2 separate regions of the Mus musculus genome follow, and region 1 is linked to region 2. A link is a contact called in public promoter capture Hi-C data. All regions are on one chromosome and are shown on one strand. The core of a region is the stretch at or near the end of the contact, and the rest is flanking DNA. Distances in the headings are between cores, read along the strand shown.

Region 1 (4,208 bases), core at 1,405-3,904, 790 kb before region 2:
TTTTTTGCATATTGCCTAAAGTGCACACAACCCTGAAGTTAGTCCTTAGCACTGTGAAACCAAAGCAAAATGTGTGGAAATATAGCAGTCCTTACGTGCAGCACTTTGTGGAGTAGGGAAATGGACTAATTTGTCCTTGTAATTGTATCTCTTACAATTATTATTTTAATTTTTTGTGTATGGGAATTTGCTTGCACGTATGTCTGTGTACTGCATTCATGCCTGGATCTGTGGAGGCCAGAAGAAAGGGTCAGTTCTCCTGGAACTGCTGTTCCAGACAGTTGTGAGTCAGTATGTGGGTTCTGGGAAGCGAACCCAGTGCGCTTAGCCACCGAATCATCTTTGCTGCCCGGTTGTATCTTGTATGGAAATCACTGCTGATCTTAGATAAGTGAGTTCTATTGACAAAGCTCTATGGCAGCCAGATCTGCAGCTTCTGATGATTTTGAGGAAGTAATTTGCATCCTTTTGACTGGAGAGGCAGGCAAAAGGGAACTCCTAGTTCCGTTGAGGGGTAGCTTCCTGACTTGTCTAAGCTGGGTAGGTTGTAGACTAGTGGAAGAGAGATATGGGGCAGTCTGTCAAGTCTGTCAGTGAGAGCTTGTTAGCCAGCCTAGTGTCTTACTTACAGTTAACCCTTTTTAGAGTGTGCCTTGGTGTTAAAGTTCTTGCCTGGCATGCTTAGGGCCAGGGATCAAGTCTTTGCCTCAGATCAACCAATGGTTGTTTCTAATTTTAAGTTGTTTTTCATTTTAAGAGCTTGCTTTTTCTTCTCAGTTTTTTGTGGTTGTTTGTTTTGTTTTGTTTTGTTTTCTCTTCCATGGGCTAAATCTTGAAAGTCCACAGGCATCATCTGGGTTTGTACTGGGTAGGTAATTTTATAATTTTAGTTAGATTTATTTTTCAGAACCTGCAGTTGCCCAGTAGGGGGCAACAACCCCGTCTTTAGAGGCTACTGCAGTCTGGTAGTGCCACAAAGAGTTTGTTACTGCCCTTGTGTTCTGCCTCCCACTAAAGTCCATTTCCAGCCCCCTTGCTATTTACCTAGGCAGGATCTATTGGTAACCCAGCTCATCTTCCCACTGAACAGTAGTATTTCTCTTACTTCCTGGTTGAAGCAAACACTGGACGGCTTGAATTAATGTTTACACAAAAATGTCTTTTTCTAACTCTCAACCAAAAAGAAAAGGACATTTTAACTTTGTTTGTATTAGAACTTACTTGTAAATAGTAGTGTCTAGGTATAATTTATTCATCAGGTGTTTTTCATTTTCAGTGAACCTTTTGCATAAATGACCATTTAAGTATGGGGTATTATTTCTGAGAACTTCCCACCGGCATCTCTTCTCTCAAAAAATAGCTCACGCTAGTCACTGTGTGAGTGTGTGTATGCGCACATACATGCCGTGTTCTCGGAGGCCGGAGGAAGATACGGGGCATCGCCCTCTGTTGCTCTTTATCTCACTGCCTTGACTCTCAGTAAACTTGGGGCTTGTCGATTCAGTTAGGGAGGCTGGCCAGTGGGCTCTTGTAATCTGCTTGTCTCTGCCCCCCAATGCTGAGGTTACAGGCATGGGTAGCCATGTCTGCTTTTGTACTGCGGGGTTAAACCTGGGTCCTCATGCTTGCTGTGCTAAGCACACACATCCACTGCCTTATCCCCACCCCTTCTTCCCACCCTTGCCCAGACCTTAGTAGACAGAGCATCGTGTAGCAGCTATTGGCCTTGAACTTTCTGTCTAGTCAAGGCTGTCCTGAGCTCCTGGTCCCTGCCTGTCCTTGACATGTGCTGGGTTACAGGGATATGCCTCTCACTTGGCTCAGATGCTGGCATTAGGTAAGGATTCAGAAAAGACCACTGAGTTGCTCCTCCCGAACCACACACTTGGTGACATCTGTGTTTTCAGAGACGTGTGGGTTCGGAAAGTACCATTTAAGAAGTTGATGATTTTATTCCTCTTTCTGGTAAATACTACTTTCTTGGTGATTTTATTTAATTGAGAGCAGGAATAAGAACAATAATTTGCATTATATATAATTCTGGTTTTGATACCCTAACTGAAACATTGAAATGTTGATCATGATTTCTGTGACTCTTCTAATGGTGTTGACTTGCTCACGACCTGTTCTCTGTCTCTCTAGGCACCAGAGTTTCCTGAGTTCAACACTCAAGTCCAAGAAGCTATCAATTCGCTGGGGGGTAGTGTCTTCCCTAAGCTTAACTGGAGTGCCCCAAGGGTAGGAAGATGTAAAGAAATCTCACTATTTGAGTAGTTGTTTGTTTTGTTCTGTATTCATTTTATATTCCCTCCGAGCATCTAATGTACCTTCCATTACATTCTTAATTTCAGGGAAAGCACTGTTGAGATTATTATATTTTTCCTCTGTTGTTTTATTCTTCTGATTTTGCTGTTTGTACTTTCTACGAAATACTGTGCATTCTGCCAAAAGACAATTTGACCTCTTGTGTTGCCAATTGTACTAGGATTCTGGGTATGTTCGTAGTCTGCATTATTTAAAACTTCACCCTCTCAGTTGAGCAAGGTTTTCTCTATTGAAAAGTACAATAAATATGGTGGCCCAGAGAGATAGCTCAGTGGGTAAAAGTGCCTGCCATCTAGCCAGATGACCTGAGTTCATTCCAGGGACCCACGAGGCAGGAGAGAACTGAGTGTTGAAAGTTGTCCTCTAACCTTGCATACACAGACACACACAGACACAGACACGCTTGTACACAGTGGCAGGGATCCAGTTTTGTTTCTCCGCATATTCGGTGTTTGCCATGACCGTCCTTTTGCAAACACCCTGTCCTTACCTGAGGCATACTACTACAATTAATAACATCTTCCCATTCCATGTTTTGCCATCCTTAGAGTTAAGAGTTGCATTATTTTTTATTCAGCTGTGTGGTTTGCTGTGTACATACTGATGTTTTTGTGGGATTAAATATGATTTGGGTATACTTTCTTTAACTAGAAGTTTATTGTCTTTTTTTATTGGGAGAAATTATAAAGATATCATGTAGAGGTTTTTTAAATTCATTTTTAGTTTCTCAGGCAACTTTTCATCTACATGAATAATGTTTGAAATTTTCTTTGTTTCCACTTAAGATAGGAAGATTATTTCTGGTTGTAAATTCCTTATGCACCTGTTCATTTGTTTATGGAATGACTTGTATACACCAGTGCTTTCTTCCATGCAGTGTGGGTAATGGGACAGTTTTGGTAGTTATTGGTGTTTTCCATTGTGTATTTTAGCCTGTGTCTGAGCTGTCTATAGAAGTGTGACTTTATCACACTGCGTTGGGCCCGGTTACTTTACGTCCACATGTCCGGTGCAGCCCTGCTTTGGGTTGTGGTGGTGAAACTGTTTGACTTATTCCTTCCTGATCAGATGAACAGGGTCTTGACTGCCCTGAGCATCCAAGTTCAGGTGCTCGTCGGTTGGTCTCCCCAATCAGGGAGGCTGGAAATGACTGCTTTCACTGTGGAGAGCAGCTGATTCTTCACCACGTGAATCTTCGCCCTGACCTGTGTGACTTCATTAACCTTCCTTCCATCTTATCGTGAAAAACGCCCTGGTCTAAATGTGTGGGTCCTCCTATCTCAGTGTGCATAACTACACTTTTTTGAAAAAAAAAATTATACTCATTTGTTTTGTGGGTGGGTATACTTGTGTGTGCATTTTTGGAAGAGGACAATTTGTGGGACGTGGTTCTCTTCTCCCGTGTGTGGCGCAGTATTGCAGTCAGTGGTCAAAGCTGGTGGGAAGTGCCTTTGCCTGCTGAGCCATCTTGGTCCTCAGCGTACATGGCTGGGTGTCTAGCATGGGCTGATCATGCTGTTTGTTGAGAAGTGTAATTTGACCCTGGAGGCGCTGTGCACTGGTGCTCTCTCATCTGTGTGCCTGGGCTGCACTCGCTGGGTGTGTCGTAACTCATACATGTTTATTGTTTAGGATGCGTACTGGATAGCGATGAACAGTTCCCTGAAGTGTAAAACTCTCAGTGATATCTTCCTGCTTTTCAAGAGTTCTGATTTCATCACCCATGACTTCACACAGCCGTAAGTGTCTTGTGAGTAGCTGCTTCCCAGTGGTGACATTCCACTCTCTCCAGGGCCGAACTGTAACAGTTCTGCATCAGGAGCTGTTTCATGGCCCTCAGATGAGTATTAGAGCAAACTTTTCTTTGTCTTTTAAATAAATTC
Region 2 (4,059 bases), core at 799-3,298:
AAAGATGACCCAAAGTGAACATTTGCCCTAGAAAATTAAGATAACTTGTAATTCACATGTAGGCCAAAACCTGGGCCAAATGTGAAGTGTCCTACCGTGTGGGTAAGCCCACACTCCTGCGAGTACCATCTGCTGCCTCTGCCGTGTATTCAGCCAAGCCAAAGGGACAATAACTGAATACCAATTAGGGTTGGTAGTTTGTAACAGAAAAATGGGAAACAACACATCTCTACAGACTTCCCATGGCGCAGCACTGCTTTGACAGGAGCCTTGAGGGAAGCAGTGCTTTGAGCAGCCCTTCCACAGCCACTTTCCTGCTTCTTGGTCACTTCCAAGTAGCTGCCTCCATGGATAAGGTTTAAATTGTTACTTACGTTTTTGAAGATTTAATCATGACCTATTGACCTCTAGGTATGAACGAGGAAGGCTGAACTGTCTTGCACAACCATCAGCCGCCCAGTACATGCATTTCTGGAACTTTCTGTACCTCCTCTTCCTAGCTGAAATCGATAATTTTGAACTTTCCTCAAATTACTACTCTGTTCGTGCCCCTGTGCATTTGGACACATGCATACAATGCACATGTGTGCTCGCTCACAGTCAAGCACAATGACATGTGTGCTCGCTCACAGTCAGGCATACAGTGCACACGTGTGCTCTCACAGTCAGGCATACAGTGCACACGTGTGCTCGCTCACAGTCAGGCATATAGTGCACACGTGTGCTCGCTCACAGTCAGGCATACAGTGCACATATGTGCTCTCTCACAGTCAGGCATACAGTGCACACGTGTGCTCGCTCACAGTCAGGCATACTATGCACATGTGTGCTCGCTCACAGTCAGGCGAGCTTGCACTAGACAGCAGTCACTTTCCTTTTATACTTTTTAGGTCTCAGTACAAAATTCGCCATCTAACCAGTTGCCTCTTGCGTTGGTCTGTTTTCTGCTTCTTTAACAGAGTGCTAGACTAGACAGGTTGTAAACTATGGAAGTGTTTTCAGCCTATAGTCCTGAGGCTTTCAACAGAAAACAATGGAGCTTTTAACCCAGCCTTTATTAGGAACCCACTCCTGAGATGGTAACTGTGAAGGCATGCTGCTACAGCACCATGGCAACTAAGTGTCAACGTGGAAGGTTGGAGAGGTGCTCCGCAGTCAAGAGCATAGACTGCTCTTATAGAACACCTAAGTCCAGGCCCCCATGTGGAGTGACTCACAACTGCCTGCAACTCCAGTTCCAGGGGATCTTAAGCTCTCTCCTGACTCCTGCATTCACACACAGTTAAAAATAAAGTCTCTCACCCCTCAGAAAACTCACTGTGAGGTTTGAAAGGGTTGTTTAGTTATAGCTTCATGGTTTCCCTGGGAGCCAGTCTCTTCATTACAGTCAATTCATTACGACTCGGATTGTTCTTAAGGTATCTTGATTCCACTACTTTGTAGTCGTTCCTAAGACCGCTTTTAGTCAGCATCCTATAGAATTCCTATAGAATTCCTCATTCCAATTCAGCATCCTATAGAATTCCTCAGCTCGCCACTGTTGGATCCCATTTCCTTAACCCAGTGCCTTTCTTACTCTTTCCCCCTTAGTAAAGTACACTGTATCTCTACTGACTTACTGAGGAAGAATATGAGAAGAGAATATTTTCTGAGATCTGCCTAGCCAAAAGTCTCCCACCTCTTTGCTTCATCTGTATTCTGTATGTATTCATCTTATGTATTCATCTGTATGTATTCATCACAGGAGTTCTAGTCAGCAATAGGATAAAAGCAAGATGACTGCTAAAGAGGCAAATATAAAGAGACATTGAAGCCCTGCCTTTCTCCAGGCTCTGACACGTGCATTCGAGTGCCTCTACAGCTGCTTGTCCTCGTGTGTCTAAACAGAAAGTAAAACTTCTCTACATTCTGATGTTGTTGGTGTTTTGTTTTGTTGTTTTCAGAATTTCAGATTTTGAAAAGAAAGCAAATGGCCATTCTTCTACTGAGAAGCAGACAGCGAGGAGAGCAGACAGAGAGAAGGAGGACAAAGGCCAAGAGAGTGTGGGTACAGCACCGCCAAAGGACTGGCACGTCCCTGGCATGTCCCCGTTGGTGACGTGGTTGCTGGGTTCAAGTCTTACGTTGCACTATTTACCTTAGAAATGGAAACTTGTTTGTTTCAGAATACTTTCTACTTCTTTCGTTTTCATTTCCTTATCCTGAATTTGAAGTGCATGTCAGTAAGATGTGAACCAGTCTGTACACTCTCATATCTCTCCTTGTCTGATGGCATCTCCTGAATCCTTAAGTCCACCACCAGAAAAAGACATTTTGACTGACTTATAAGATGTCCTTTGTGAACATGAATCTGAGACTTTAGAATGGAAAGATCTTGGCTCTGTCCCAGCACTGGTAGGGAACAAAGGAATTAGCGTTTAAAAAAAAAAAAAAAAAGTTCCTGAATAACTTATGCCCTTGAGCCTGAAGAGTTTTAAGTTTAGGAAAAGTTCCTGAAGCCAGGAAATTAAAGAGTTCACAGTAGTCTGTACGAGAGACATATAGAATGATCCTTCTGTTCATGTATTCATCAGTACACACACACACTCACTCTCACACACTCACAAACACACTCACTCACATACACTCATATACACACTCACATACACACTCACACACACTCATTCACACACACACTCATACACACACACACACTCATACACATTCAACACACATACACACACACACACTCTCTCATACACTCACTCACACACACACTGGCTATGTCCTTCCTTTCCCTTTCATTTCTCTTTATTTTTTTAAATTTTGAGATTGTGTCTTATCCAGCCTAGGCTGAGCTCAGACTCACACGTAGCCTAGGAGAGGAACTACGATGTTCCCTGCCTTTGCTATGCTAGGATTACAGACGTGCAGCGGCTTCTCTGGCTCTGAGTCCCAACCTTAAGACAATGGAGAACACTGAAGACTGGTACAGTGGTGCATACCCCTATGAGTCTGGTGTCTGGTAGACTGAGGCAGTTGGATTTCAGATTTAAGGACAGCTTATGTGACAGCAAATTCCAGATCAGCATGAGTGCAAAAGCAAAACGGGGGTGGGGAAGGTGGAGAGAGAACAGGATGAGCTTACATGAAGAGAGCACGCTGCCAGAACAGCACACCGTTAACTGATGGACCAACAGTTAATGGGAAAGTATTGATGTTTCTAAGCTCGGATAAAACTCATATGCAAATTGACAACTGGCGGGCTTCCGGGAGAAGAGCTGGATAACAAATAATTACGTAAGCTAGAAGCAGACATTGGCAAGGCAATATAGTCTCGGAGTCTTTCCCCACACGAATAAAGTTATATTTTGACCTGGTGACCTGTGATCCCAGAAGCCTGAGTAGGTCCAGGTTTAGCAGTAAATCCATTATCACACAGGCCTAGACTGATAGTGGATGTGGTGCACAGAAACACAAGCTTGCCCAGACTGCTTTTCACATAAGTCACTTGGGGAAGTCTTGCGCAAATCAAGTCTACTCAGGGTTTCCGTGTTAGCTGGATATTAGTGGTCCATACTTTCTCCTCACACAAGGTCCACCTCCTCTCGAATGCTCTGTCTCACGTGAATGTCTGACATTGTCTGACAGGTTGGAAGCGAAGTGGAAACACTGAGCATTCAAGTGACCTCTCTGTTTAAGGAGCTTCAAGAGGCACACACAAAACTCAGTGAGGCTGAGCTGATGAAGAAGAGACTTCAAGAAAAGTAATAACTCATTTAATTTCCTCGCATGATTTATGAAGTGCGTTACTGTAGCAAAGCAGTTTTGTTACTGTATTAAAACAAGCAGGGACCTGATAGACGGTTCAGAAAAAGAGAACTTAGTGTTGGTGTGTATTCCTGAAGCTGTTGTCACACGGGTCATAAGGACACAAGAGGACTTGCACTGTGCTGTGAAGAGCACCAACCTCTGTAACCCCTGTACAGAGCTACATATAGTATTGTGATGTGAGAGATTTGCTGTACTTGGCATTAACACCCTGCACATAGCCATAGTGTATCTGTCTTTCGGCTCTCA

The links. Promoter capture Hi-C pulls out the DNA fragments that hold promoters and counts their contacts.
Region 1: a contact with region 2 is called in a promoter capture Hi-C map of liver, with 3 times the contacts expected there. The contact joins two enhancer-like sites. A contact is called at or near these places in 7 of 39 promoter capture datasets (the C10 cell line, the HPC-7 cell line, cranial neural crest and 4 more), 1 of 15 datasets of contacts at CTCF or cohesin (large pre-B cells), 2 of 484 Hi-C or Micro-C datasets (B cells and liver), 3 of 115 datasets of contacts at active chromatin or transcription factors (cardiomyocytes, embryonic stem cells and large pre-B cells) and 3 of 9 other capture datasets (adipose tissue, embryonic stem cells and liver).

What each region holds. Positions count from the first base shown.
Region 1 is chr2:5,821,132-5,825,339 of GRCm38.p6, reverse strand. It overlaps Cdc123 (cell division cycle 123), which reads left to right. Exons shown (of 13, transcript NM_133837.5): 5 at 2,143-2,238; 6 at 3,958-4,064. Among named protein-coding and RNA genes, the nearest start is that of Gm29984, 2.3 kb to the left of the region's middle. Within about 2 kb of position 2,654, at least 8 of the 459 cell types and tissues checked have an H3K27ac peak or open chromatin away from gene starts, as enhancers often do. A contact at or near this core is called in liver, where this site is marked.
Region 2 is chr2:5,034,655-5,038,713 of GRCm38.p6, reverse strand. It overlaps Optn (optineurin), which reads left to right. Exons shown (of 14, transcript NM_001356487.1): 7 at 1,944-2,043; 8 at 3,631-3,746. Among named protein-coding and RNA genes, the nearest start is that of Mcm10, 24 kb to the right of the region's middle. Within about 2 kb of position 2,048, at least 35 of the 459 cell types and tissues checked have an H3K27ac peak or open chromatin away from gene starts, as enhancers often do. A contact at or near this core is called in liver, where this site is marked.